Linked DNA regions of Arabidopsis thaliana: region 1 is linked to region 2. A link is a contact called in public ChIA-PET data. All regions are on one chromosome and are shown on one strand. Each heading gives the region's core, a stretch centred on a gene start, on an enhancer-like site or on the middle of the called end of the contact. The rest is flanking DNA. Distances are from core to core; before and after follow the strand shown. Region 1 holds the start of VAMP714 (vesicle-associated membrane protein 714). Region 2 holds the start of CAF1b (Polynucleotidyl transferase, ribonuclease H-like superfamily protein).

Region 1 (5,781 bases), core at 1,601-4,100, 39 kb after region 2:
CGCTAATCATCCAAAAAAGAAACGACATGTATTCCACACAAAACCATTCACACTATGGTCCAGACCACCTCGTACATTCCATAGCAAAGATTTTAGATTCTACGATGTCTTTCGCTGCTATGCTTGTAGAACGAAGTCTACTGGTTTCAGGTACGTTTCTGATTGGTGGGTTCTAGATGTACGTTGTGGTTCGCGTTCTGAACCGGTCATTCATGATGGTCACAGACATCCTCTATATTACGAACATAAGAAAGATCACTGTTGTGATGCATGTTATAAAGAGATAGATGGTTATCTGCTTTCCTGTGACACTTGTGACTTTGATCTGGATTTACACTGTACTGATTTACCAAAAACGGTAAAGCACAGCTGCGACAATCATCCTCTTTCCCTATGCTATGGCGAAAATGCAACCGGAAAATATTGGTGTGATATTTGCGAGGCGGAAACAGATCCAAGTAAGTGGTTCTACACTTGCTCTAAATGTGTGGTTACTGCACATATTGAATGTGTGCTTGGAGACTTTTCACGTCTCATGCCAGGACGCATCATCAACTACAATAATGTTAGAGTTGAAGTGGTTCTTAACAGCTATAGTTCTCGCCCCTTCTGTGCAAAATGTCACTCCAGATGCAGAGCTCCTATCATTCTAAAGCTTTGTGATCCATATACTGGATACATTTGTTCCGATGCATGTGTAGTGCCCGACTATCAATACAGCTAAGACAACTATGTAGCTGTTTATTTCACTCTATTGTTTCTCGTAATTTTTTGGATGTAAGAGTTTATTTCCAACTACAAGTGCTAAGCATTCTGGTTATATTCATACTGTGTTCATCAGTACAGGCAGGATTAAACTGTATCGATGACATATATAAAGTCGTAACAAGTTATGACAAACTTGCTAAAAAGGTAGTAGCAACTAATATGATTTAGTTAATGAAAACATAGACAGAAATGATGGAAACAGATATTTGTGAATCAGAAATGTTATTAAACAAAGATGAAAACTGAAGTAATTTTAACAACAAAAATAACGAATATGTGATGTACATTGCAAATGCAAAAATTATAAAGACACAGCGGATAAAGTTTTGGAAATACAGAGAACAAACTCACTCACGTGACTAAATCTAAAAGACAAGGCAAGAGTTCAATGAACCTCTGTATCATTTTGATTTTGACATTTACAAGAGTTACATAAGCAAGGAGGACCATGACATGTAACTTCAAACTCACAGTCATTTTCATGACAAAACCAAGGCTTCAAATCGAAATGATGCGACTGAGTTGATTTACAAAAACAGTGGTCCGTTTCAGTATACCTTAGATAAGGCCGCCAGATTTTAAGATCTGCATGATGGTAAAGTGATTCCTCCGCAGAAAGATGCGATTATTATGTACAGCAAGAAAACTATCAAGCATGTCAACAAGACCCTGCCGAACACAAACAAGAAAAGCAGTTTTGTTGATTAATAAAAGTGATCTGGAACTCAAGCATCAAAACAAAACAATAATGAAATTTCTTTAAGCAGAGGTGGAATCAAGGCAGTGTAGTTCCTATCAGCCAAAAATTAGATATTTTGTCGAGGAGAATTTCCCAAAATCGAAAATAATGTTGAATCTTAGAACTACTGTATCTCTAGTTTAAGAAACATATCAATAAACTATGCTGCAAAGGCGAGTTGAAACACCTAGAATGTAGAAGAGCGTATCTCTTAGTTAGCAAAGAAAAGGAATGAAGAGAATCTAGAAGTGAGAGAGATCCTTACAGGAGCTTAGCATTTTTCATCCAAAGAGCTCGGCGAAGGCGCTTAGATTGCTTCCTGAAGTGAAACGAGCTATCTTGCATTGTTGCTGTTTTATCAACAAGAAGCTCAATCCTATCACCTCTTTCCATTATCTTCTCAATGTTCTCTACCATGACCGATCGAATCTGTAAACACGATAACACAACAATGAGATAACAAACTTCATCTTTCACCCAAGACAGATTTAAAGAAGCCTGTGTGAGCCAAGAAGGCGTAATAACTCATAAAAATTCAACCTTTTCAATGGATATAGCTGAGTAATATCTAGAGATCATACGAAGAAACAATTATACCTCACTGACTTCTCCTCTAACACGATTGAGAGTATCAACACTAGGATTACTAGAGAAGAACTCCATCTGCTGATGCAAAACCCTTGAGAATTCATCATTCATTGCATAAGCTGGAGCATTATGAGCCACTTTGCCATAGTTTTTCATGAATCTCATATGAATCTCTTCCAAATACGAAAATGGAACCCTCCCTGAAAATCCAATCACCAACACATCAAAACATAAAACTCAGAATCAATTACAAAGACTAAATCTTCTTAAGAGAGATTACGATTCGGAGAAAGTGAAAAATACTTACTTCCAAAGGTATCATTGGCCATACAGAGAAAGGTAAGACCATCAGATCTAAGAATATGGAAGATATAACGATCTTGAGAGAAACAAAGTCTTTCATCGGAGATTTCCGGTGAAAGCTTCTCGAGGATCCGTCGCACCACGGCGCCTGTGTTTCCCGTAACGGCGCTGAATTCAGCTAATACCACGGTACCTCTCGCTACAACAGCATAGACAATCGCCATCGGAGAATCTTCAATTAGAGTGATTCGATGACAGAGAGTGGAGATCACGCGCTCCGGCGGCGAGAAAGTTCAACGTCGGCTTTGCTGCGATCAGAACAGAGTATAAAAATGCGAAGTTATAAGGTTAGGTGCAAACGTTTCGAATATAACCCCTTGTTTTATTGTTACGTTTTTAATTGTCACCTAAAATATTATTTTGTTACATTTTAAACCCTGATGCATCGGTTTACGGTTTACCAATTTATTAGGCCTTGGTAACTTATCCGAAAACAAACCGACCCGAAATTCACTTTTCGGTTTGGGTTCGGATACTCCAATAATAACTTGATCGTTTCCTTCTTTTTAATTTCGATTATCCGGTTCGGTTCGAGTATAGCACGAATAAACCGAATTAAAATTAAAGCCCTAATTTAAATATACCGATCGAGTCTTCGGCGAGCTTACTTCGCCTTGAATCGAGTCTTCGACGAGTCTCCGGCTGCGAGTTTCTCTTGCTCCGGCAAACAGACCTGTCATTGCTTCTCTCTCCGGCTAACTACACAGGCGAGCTTCTCTATTTATTTTCTTCTGTGTCTCCAGTTGCTTCTGATATAATGAATATGCTCTTGAAGCAAATTGTTTCTCTGCTTCTCTTTCTCCAGTGAATTGTTTGTTGTATTATAAACGAGGTTTAGGAATTGGGTTAATAATATTGGAGGATTGTGTTTGTATTCTGTGTCCGACGAACAAATGACATTTCCGATTTCTATTGTGCTACGAGCTCAGTGTTTAGAAGGGTTTTGATGTTCTCTATTGAATATTCATGTTATGTTAGTTTGATGATTAGATGATTTTGCTTTGCAATTACTGTGTTTTTTTGTCTGACTGGCTCTGATATTATACAACGTGTTTGACTCCGATTGGTATCAATCTTCTTCTTCGTCTTCAGAAGCATGGTGTTTGGACAAGTAGTAATAGGTCCTCCAGGATCGGGAAAGACCACTTATTGCAATGGAATGTCTCAGTTCCTCTCTCTAATGGGCAGGTTTCATGTTCTTTCTCTTCTCTTCTCTTTTTGGATCAAAGAATGAAGCTTACTTGGCTTTTGTATCTGTAATTCTGTTTGTATTGATTGTTTCGCTGTCCCTCGCATTGTAAAGTTTACAAGTTGCAAACTTTAGTAAATAATAGTGTTGAATTCCAGAAATTTGAATTGTCTGACTTTTGAGCAGAGTCATTGTGAAATGTTGTTGCCTTGTCTTTGTTTTTGGTAGAGAGATTTGCAGATTCGTGAGAACTTCTCTGTAAGTAAATTCTCTTAACGTTGAGTTACTATTTTGTTGTTGTTGCAGGAAGGTTGCTATTGTTAATCTGGATCCTGCAAATGATGCATTACCGTATCCTTTTCAAGCCAAATACAACAAAATTGTTAAAAATTGCAGGTGTATGTTGTTTCTTGACATTGATTTTAGTTATGAGTGTGGTGTGAATATAGAAGAATTGATCAAGTTAGAAGATGTTATGTCGGAACACTCGCTTGGTCCTAATGGAGGTGAATTTTGCCATCTTGATTTTCCCTTTTCTTCTTACTTTTGATTTTAATCTTTGGTCAAATTAACAAAGAAACTTTCTAATGTGACAGGTCTTGTATATTGTATGGAGTACTTGGAGAAAAACATTGACTGGCTGGAATCTAAACTAAAGCCTCTTCTGAAGGGTTAGCAACGATATGTCCCTTCTTCTTCTTCTTCTTTTCGTGGTCATAATATCTCTTTCTTAAAGTAAAACGTTTTGAATTGTTTGCAGATCATTACATTCTCTTTGATTTTCCTGGCCAAGTGGAATTGTTCTTCATTCATGACAGTACCAAGAATGTTCTCACGAAGCTGATTAAATCATTGAACCTTAGAGTATGTGCTTTACTTCACTTATTACTAACTTGCTAAATGAACCTTACTTAGGAGTCTACATATCTGATGAATTTCTTTGTTCTGCAGTTAACTGCTGTGCAACTAATTGATTCCCATCTATGTTGTGATCCCGGGAACTACGTAAGTTCGCTACTTCTCTCCTTATCCACAATGCTTCACATGGAACTCCCACATGTCAATGTATTGTCTAAAATCGATCTGATTGGAAGCTACGGGAAGCTAGGTATTAATAATCTATCTATGGTTTTGTTCTCATAACATCGAATTTTCAAATGTATACTGTGGACTCACTAACTAGGATCTCTGTGCATGTAGCTTTCAATTTAGATTTCTATACCGATGTTCAAGACTTGTCATACTTGGAGCACCATCTTAGTCAAGATCCTCGCTCTGCTAAGTACAGGTTCGATGTAAACATCATCTGAATACACATTGAACGGTTAATAATTATCCATTTAGAAGCATGCTCAATATCTCATGAGCTTGATGTTTCTCATTGCAGAAAACTAACAAAAGAGCTATGTAGTGTCATTGAAGATTACAGTCTTGTTAATTTTACAACCTTGGATATTCAGGTTTGCGATTTCCTTTACCTCTCTCTCTCTTTCTCTCTGTACAAGCATCTTTTCGCAATTTTCTTTTTTGTTTTCAGGATAAAGAAAGTGTTGGGGATCTAGTAAAGCTCATCGACAAGAGCAATGGATACATATTTGCCGGCATTGATGCAAGTGTGGTTGAATACAGCAAGATTGCAATTGGTCAAACTGATTGGGATTATAACAGATATCCTTTTTTAGCATTTTGGATTTCTTAACCATTACTTCTCTCAATAACTCTTGAGTTTAGTTTTACGTCTACTACAAAAGAATTGTTTCTTTGACGATAGTCTTCACAGTCGCAGCTGTACAGGAGAAGTACATGGAAGATGAGGAAATACAAGACTGAGAACAGTGCTTGAAACTTTATATAGAAGAGAGCTGGTTTAAAATATCTCTGAACCAAACCATTTGACGGTTTGTATGAACCTTTTTGTGTATTTTTGAGTTCGGTTTAAGTCTAAACAACATTGATTTACACAACTTCCTGGTTTGGTTCACTGGATTATGCTAATTTTCCAGACGACTAACTTTCTGCCAAATTTTGTCTTTAGACTTTTGAGTTTCTGAATCACACGTGCCCATGACTCCAACATTCTCTAGAAAACATCTCAAATGTCACTGTCTAGGTCATTTATTATTTCTCAAATTCT
Region 2 (5,924 bases), core at 1,850-4,349:
AATGTACATAATCACAGTCTGGAAAAGTAACCATATCTAAAAAATCATGCTTGACTTAATTCATATTTACCTGTATGTTACATTATATACAGATGGGTGTAGATTACTGGTTTCGATCAGAGGTAGGCGAAGTCAGCATCACAGACATGTGGCCAGATGAATGTATCCTTGATTTCTATCACTTTCTGTGATTTAATCTAATCTCTCTTTGAGCTTTTGAGTTTTTTCCTCCCCAAATATGATATCTGTTTAGAGCTCCTTGACTCTTTCATCATTAGCTGGACCAGACTGGAACCAGATGATTACATTTGATCAAGACCACGCTGGACCGAGCGACAACAAAATCTTGGAGCAGCCACAAACTCCATCGAGCCCAACACCAGAAGAATCCACTGCTACGAGATCACCTACAGGTAGCTGAAGTTACCATACCACATTACAAGCACCACCATATATCTGTACATAGAATCTGATTTCGGTGAAACCAGAGTTAATGTTGTACTTGTACAGTAGCTGCATTGCATTATCATAGAATAGAGATTGCAAAATAAAAGTAGAGAAACCAACCCCTTCGTTGTATTCTTCATTTTTTTTCTTTGTTAGCTTCTCAGGCTTAATATAGAATTAGCCTTAGCCCATTGATTTCTTAATATTGGTCTTGTTCATGTGAAACTGCAAAACCTTTTAGAGTTGTAGACGGGTGCTTAGTAGTTTTACATGCTCCATTTCCGGTTTACCAAAAAGGTAACCAGATCGAAACTAAAACATATTTCCGTTCATCAAAAATCTTGACGAAAACATATTGGTTCGGTTGTGGTTTGAGAGATTTCTTTTTGGTTCAAATCGGTTTCTATGTCCAATCCTTTGATATCACTCGAGATAGTTTCTTACAAATGATATCATATATAACTTTGAATTCACCTCAAGATGGTATTATTTTCCTTAAAAAAGAAATCCATCAAAATTGTGCATCTCCAAAGCAATGAGCAATGCTGAATCTCCAAGCTAAGTTAAATGAAAAAAAGGTTCCTCTTTTAACAAACTTTCCCACACCAACATCCTCACTCAATAATCTCAACTTGTTTTCTCTTCCTCTAGTAAAAAAAAAAATGTCTTTCAAGAAGATGATGAAGTATATACTCAAAACCATATTCAAACCCATTTTTATGGCATGCGGTTGCGGCTCTACCGTTCCACCTTCCTCTCACAGCCACTACACCCCGGGACCACCGGTTTCTCCCACGGTTTTACGCAGCCCATGTCCTAAGATCGATGAGAGCGTCGCGATGGCTAAAGAATCAATCAATCCGTTCGAAGATTACAAGAAGTCGATGAATCAGATGATCGAAGAGAGATATATCGAGACGGAAAGTGAACTTAAGGAGCTTCTAAGGTGTTTCTTGGACATAAACCCTTCTCCTCAACACAATCTCATCGTCCGTGCTTTTGTCGACGTCTGTTCACATCTCCAACCACCACACGACCGACGTGGGAAGTCACTTGGGAGATTGCTTCGTCTATATGTTAACAATCCTCTTGATAACAATGATGATGACTCACACCAAACTTCTTCAAAATGAGGAACTAAATCCTCCTCATATCTCTCTCTATATATAGATGTTACAATATTGTGAATAATTTCAATTTATGATTCCATGACTAGATGTAAACTATTAAACAACACCAACAAAAATCAAAGTTATACCTCAAAGCCTAGCTCTAACGTAACGATAATATTTTACTGCACAAAAAGTTTTGAAGTGTAAATTGGTTAAACAAAACCAAATTGAGTTATTTCGTTTTGGTTTTTGGATTTGGTTAAAACGAGAGATGAATAAGATAATTTCGATTTCGACTGTATAAATGATTAACAAAGATTAATTAAATTAATTAATTATAAATCCCTCAAAAAACCTCTAAACCATACAAAACTCCGGCGTGTTTCTCCGCCCCATCCTCAACGAAATACAAATCCCTCATCCTCTGAAACGCCTGCCACGTCAGCAAACTATCCGAACCGGCTTGATGACATTTCCCAACCGCCCGGTTAACTTCAAGAGACCGAGCAACCCGGTCCAAACCACCATACAATCTCTGCTCACAAAACCTCATAATATGTTTCACATCATAAACCCTATCACCGAAGAAAGCTCTAAGCAACCCTAAAAACTCACGCAACGCCACCGGAAGCTGCCGGCGCGTGAGAATCTTCACAAGGTAACCAAAATCATACGCGCTGTGAAACGTCACCCAGCTCACAGACTCGTTACAGATCAACCCCGATGACATCATCAGCTCCGCGAACCTCTCCGATTCAACACCTTCGCGACGGTTCCGCTCGAAATCGATCCCGTGACGACGGAGTAGCTCGATCGAATCAGGAGCGTGTGGATCACGCTCCACGTCGAAGTCACGGAAATTGAATTCCCAGATGTATCGACGGTTTTTTTGACCGCCGAGATCTGGGAGGTTTCCGTCGGCGTCGGAGAGAGTAAGACCGACTTGGATCAAACTTAAAGCGTCAACGTTGGATTTGAGAAGATTGTAGAGATAATTAGGGTTTCCACGGCGGAGAACGTCGAGATCCGCCTTGTAAATCACGCCGGGAAATTCTGTATCCATTGAGATGAATGGGTAATCTTCGACGATTCCTCTGATTAGGTCAAACTCTGACTCGAGATTATAAGCCCAAACGTCACGAATCACGATCACATCGGAGAGATCTGCTTCTGATTTGATCATAGTTTCAAGTCCCGATCTTTTAGGTCTTCTTCTTCGTTGTGAATTTATCAAAAGTCTGTTTTTTTTTGTTGATTTGGTTAATCTGCAAGGTTTAGTTATATATATGAATGTGAGTAAGAGAGTGTTTACGAGGAAGGAGAGGAGAAGAAGTGTGAGAAACGCGCACGTTTATGATTCAATGTGTTTCTTGACTTAGTCTAAGTTGGCTTCTCCTTCGTGTATCGAATTATTGCAATTCAAGTCGTTGTATTTAAGTAAGTACATTAAGCCGACAAGAATAAGAAGGCCAAGTACATTAAGATTTTCTATTGGTTTTTAAGAGTTGAATAAAACATGTAAACGTTACGACTTACGACCAATGAACTTTATCAGGAATATTGCTATATTACCAATAAACACTGAATATGTAACGACGCACTAAAAACGCATTAAAGGGTTGAATCATTAGATTATGATGATGTCTACACGTATCTGATTGTGCTTTAATGTTTTCACGAAATTGTAGCAACAGCGAAGCCTAGGTTGAGCCCTTTTCAGTTTTCATTGTTCCCTAGTTTACTCATCGAATCTCATGACTTTGTTGGTAGTGTTTAGAAGATTGTTCTTCCAGATTTGGATGTAAGTCCCAATTTCTAGAAACAATATCACAAACGTAGATAGTCCGTGGAGTTTTCCATCTTCAGTCAATATAATAAGAAACTTTTTAGGACGTTGACCTTGAACAGAGTTGTTAAACACATGACTGTTTTTCTTTCATTTCCTTTGTTTGCAATAACTTGATATTGTTCCATGTTAATGAAGAAATAATTTATTAATTCCAAATGCATCAATTGTAAAACTAAATTATTTAAATTATGTAAACCTTCTTTTGTTTGTAATTTTGTTTTTGCATCAATTGTAAGCCTAAATTATTTAAAACACTACACACTTCTTTCTCCGCCTTGTGTTGTGAATTATTTTCTGTTAAAATTTAACTGCCTTTTCTTGGAGACAAGCCTTAAGGTTGTTGTCAAGTAAAACTTGGAATCACGGTTGGAGTAGATGACGTCACATGAGTCATCAGGGGAAGAGGAGAGCGACATGTTGATAATGATATTATTAGAACAGTCAGGCTCCAGAGGAGGCAAGGATATGACTTTGTGATTCAACATGTTGGTGATATAGACGCAGGAGGGATCATTAGAATTCACGTTGATCGAGGAGTATAATTTATGTATTATGACGTAATGATAGAAAAAAAGAAGGTTTAATATAACATGAATGATTTAGGGTAAAAAAGAGAGAGGAATAAGATGTTGATCACAACTTTGACAAAGAAAAATGCGAGGCACTTCCTCATTGTGTTGAACACCAACACACCTTGTGTGTTGCCATACTTCACAAATATCACAACACACCATTCTCTCTCCATCTTCTTCCGTTGCTCCACACTCACACTCTATTCTCTTATCCTTCTTTTTATCATCATCTTCATAACATTTCGTCACTTCAATGTTCATCATCATTCCTACGTTCCCTTCTAACACCAATCCCTTATTCCCATTCAAGGCCATTTCATCGACCCTTGTGATCTCTATTTGACCACCCACCACTGACTCCACCACGACGTCTCTTAGTTCCCAATAGATATCTCTAAACACTCTTTCTGCCTCTCCGTACACTTCACTCAATGTTGCATCTTTCTTCACTACAATGCATTCTTGTGGAGGAACTTTTATCTCGTTGTTATGATGATGACATTTCCACGCGATCGTGCAGAATATTCCTAATTCTTCCCCTCGATCTAAGTGTAACGTTTTCGCCGATGTATCTCTAATGTAGTGATACTCTTTGATGAAGTACTTAGCGTCGAGGATTGCTCTTGAAGCCATTCCGATTTGGTTCAATATACCTCCTATGGGGCCTAACACTCCCTTGTAGTCCATGAGAATGTGTTTGTAAAAATAAAACATGTCTTTCATAACTTGACCTCTTGTGATCTTATTGTGACCGTTTGTCGCCATCTTCCCCATTGAGTTTTGGTTTTGAAGGGTTATGAGTTCATTGTTACTACTTGGTAACAAATTTGATATATCCTCCAAGGAATACTCTAGCACTTTCTTCACCGGATTTAGACTACGTCGGACCAAATAGTTTCCAACCACCTGGTTCCCAAGCGACTTCAACACAAAATCAAGCAAACCAGTGTCCCCAATGTAATTTCTAGCTGCATCCCTCACTTCTTGTCTCGATATCCATCGGTATTCGACTCTTTTCAGTGACTCTATGACCACTTTGATAGCCATTTGGATCCGTTTTTGAGACCATCTGCAGTTGGTACTATCAATGGAGATGATTTGGTTTCGGGAGTTACTCATGTAGTTATCTCTTGGAAGACGTGAATGGAGATGAAGCATGAACCTGAAGAGGTCACTGAGAGTGATCAATGGCTCGGTGGATAAACTTTGGTACTTTGACAAGAGGATTGGAGTTTCTCGGTTAAGGCTGGTTAGGTGATGGTTAAGCAAGCACAAGGGTATGTTACGGACCGACTCAAGTGCCTTCTCGTAAATCTTTTGAGTCACTCCGTATGTCCCTGACCCGAACCGGTAGCCCCAACGACCGAACCATGGCTCTCCTTTTGCTACCCCATGCAGCAGCCTCAACTCCATTCCTTTTTTGTGCGACGCGTCATTCAACCCTATTTTCCTATATGAACAAAAATAAAATGACTCATTATGTGTAAATCCAAATTAATAGCTAGGAATAATCCATTATGATATGAAAACTAACAGAATTGTGTTGAATGGTTATTGTGTTGAATGGTTTATATGATATACAAATATATAAAGTCTAATTAGTACCTGGCCTTTAAACCGGTGCAGAGCCGGTCCCACAAATCCATGACCTGATGACCGGTTAAGTCGGAGCCGGTTTCAATGCCGTTGAGAGAGAGCAAGTGACCAAATCCGTTGGAGTGAAAGAAGCCGTGAAGGACATGGCCTTGAAGCTCCACAAGATGGGAGAAACTTTCCTTTTCGGGAAAAGCGTAGCCTCCACCTTCCAGTTTTAAAAAAGCCGCCATTGTTTCCTTTGAGGGGATCACGAAATGGTACTTCTTGTTGCATATCATTTGATTTCCCCAACCTGCAAGGTTCCGTATAAACCATTGTATAATATATATTTTTGATCTTTACATAAAT

What was found. ChIA-PET counts read pairs in DNA pulled down with a chosen protein or histone mark.
Region 1: a contact with region 2 is called in an H3K4me3 ChIA-PET map of shoot, with 10 read pairs. The contact joins the promoter of VAMP714 here to the promoter of CAF1b in region 2. A contact is called at or near these places in 2 of 26 Hi-C or Micro-C datasets (callus and vegetative nucleus) and 1 of 2 datasets of contacts at active chromatin or transcription factors (shoot).

The regions. Positions count from the first base shown.
Region 1 is chr5:7,403,033-7,408,813 of TAIR10.1, forward strand. VAMP714 (vesicle-associated membrane protein 714) reads right to left here and starts at 2,851. Exons shown (of 4, transcript NM_122141.5): 1 at 2,403-2,851; 2 at 2,105-2,295; 3 at 1,773-1,936; 4 at 972-1,437. The coding sequence starts at 2,622. The coding sequence ends at 1,347. QQT1 (P-loop containing nucleoside triphosphate hydrolases superfamily protein) reads left to right here and starts at 2,998. Exons shown (of 11, transcript NM_122142.4): 1 at 2,998-3,165; 2 at 3,551-3,646; 3 at 3,954-3,998; 4 at 4,074-4,153; 5 at 4,244-4,318; 6 at 4,408-4,511; 7 at 4,599-4,755; 8 at 4,848-4,935; 9 at 5,035-5,107; 10 at 5,185-5,315; 11 at 5,426-5,720. The coding sequence starts at 3,555. The coding sequence ends at 5,477. AT5G22355 (Cysteine/Histidine-rich C1 domain family protein) reads left to right here. Exons shown (of 1, transcript NM_147903.3): 1 at 1-940. The coding sequence ends at 724. It overlaps NAC090 (NAC domain containing protein 90), which reads right to left. Exons shown (of 3, transcript NM_122143.3): 3 at 5,727-5,781.
Region 2 is chr5:7,363,700-7,369,623 of TAIR10.1, forward strand. It overlaps CAF1b (Polynucleotidyl transferase, ribonuclease H-like superfamily protein), which reads right to left and starts at 3,100. Exons shown (of 1, transcript NM_122130.4): 1 at 1,778-3,100. The coding sequence starts at 2,742. The coding sequence ends at 1,906. It overlaps MS1 (RING/FYVE/PHD zinc finger superfamily protein), which reads right to left. Exons shown (of 3, transcript NM_122131.2): 2 at 5,586-5,868; 3 at 3,936-5,430. The coding sequence ends at 4,008. E2F1 (E2F transcription factor 1) reads left to right here. Exons shown (of 14, transcript NM_122128.3): 13 at 93-162; 14 at 279-806. The coding sequence ends at 421. OFP10 (Ovate family protein) reads left to right here and starts at 990. Exons shown (of 1, transcript NM_122129.2): 1 at 990-1,727. The coding sequence starts at 990. The coding sequence ends at 1,580.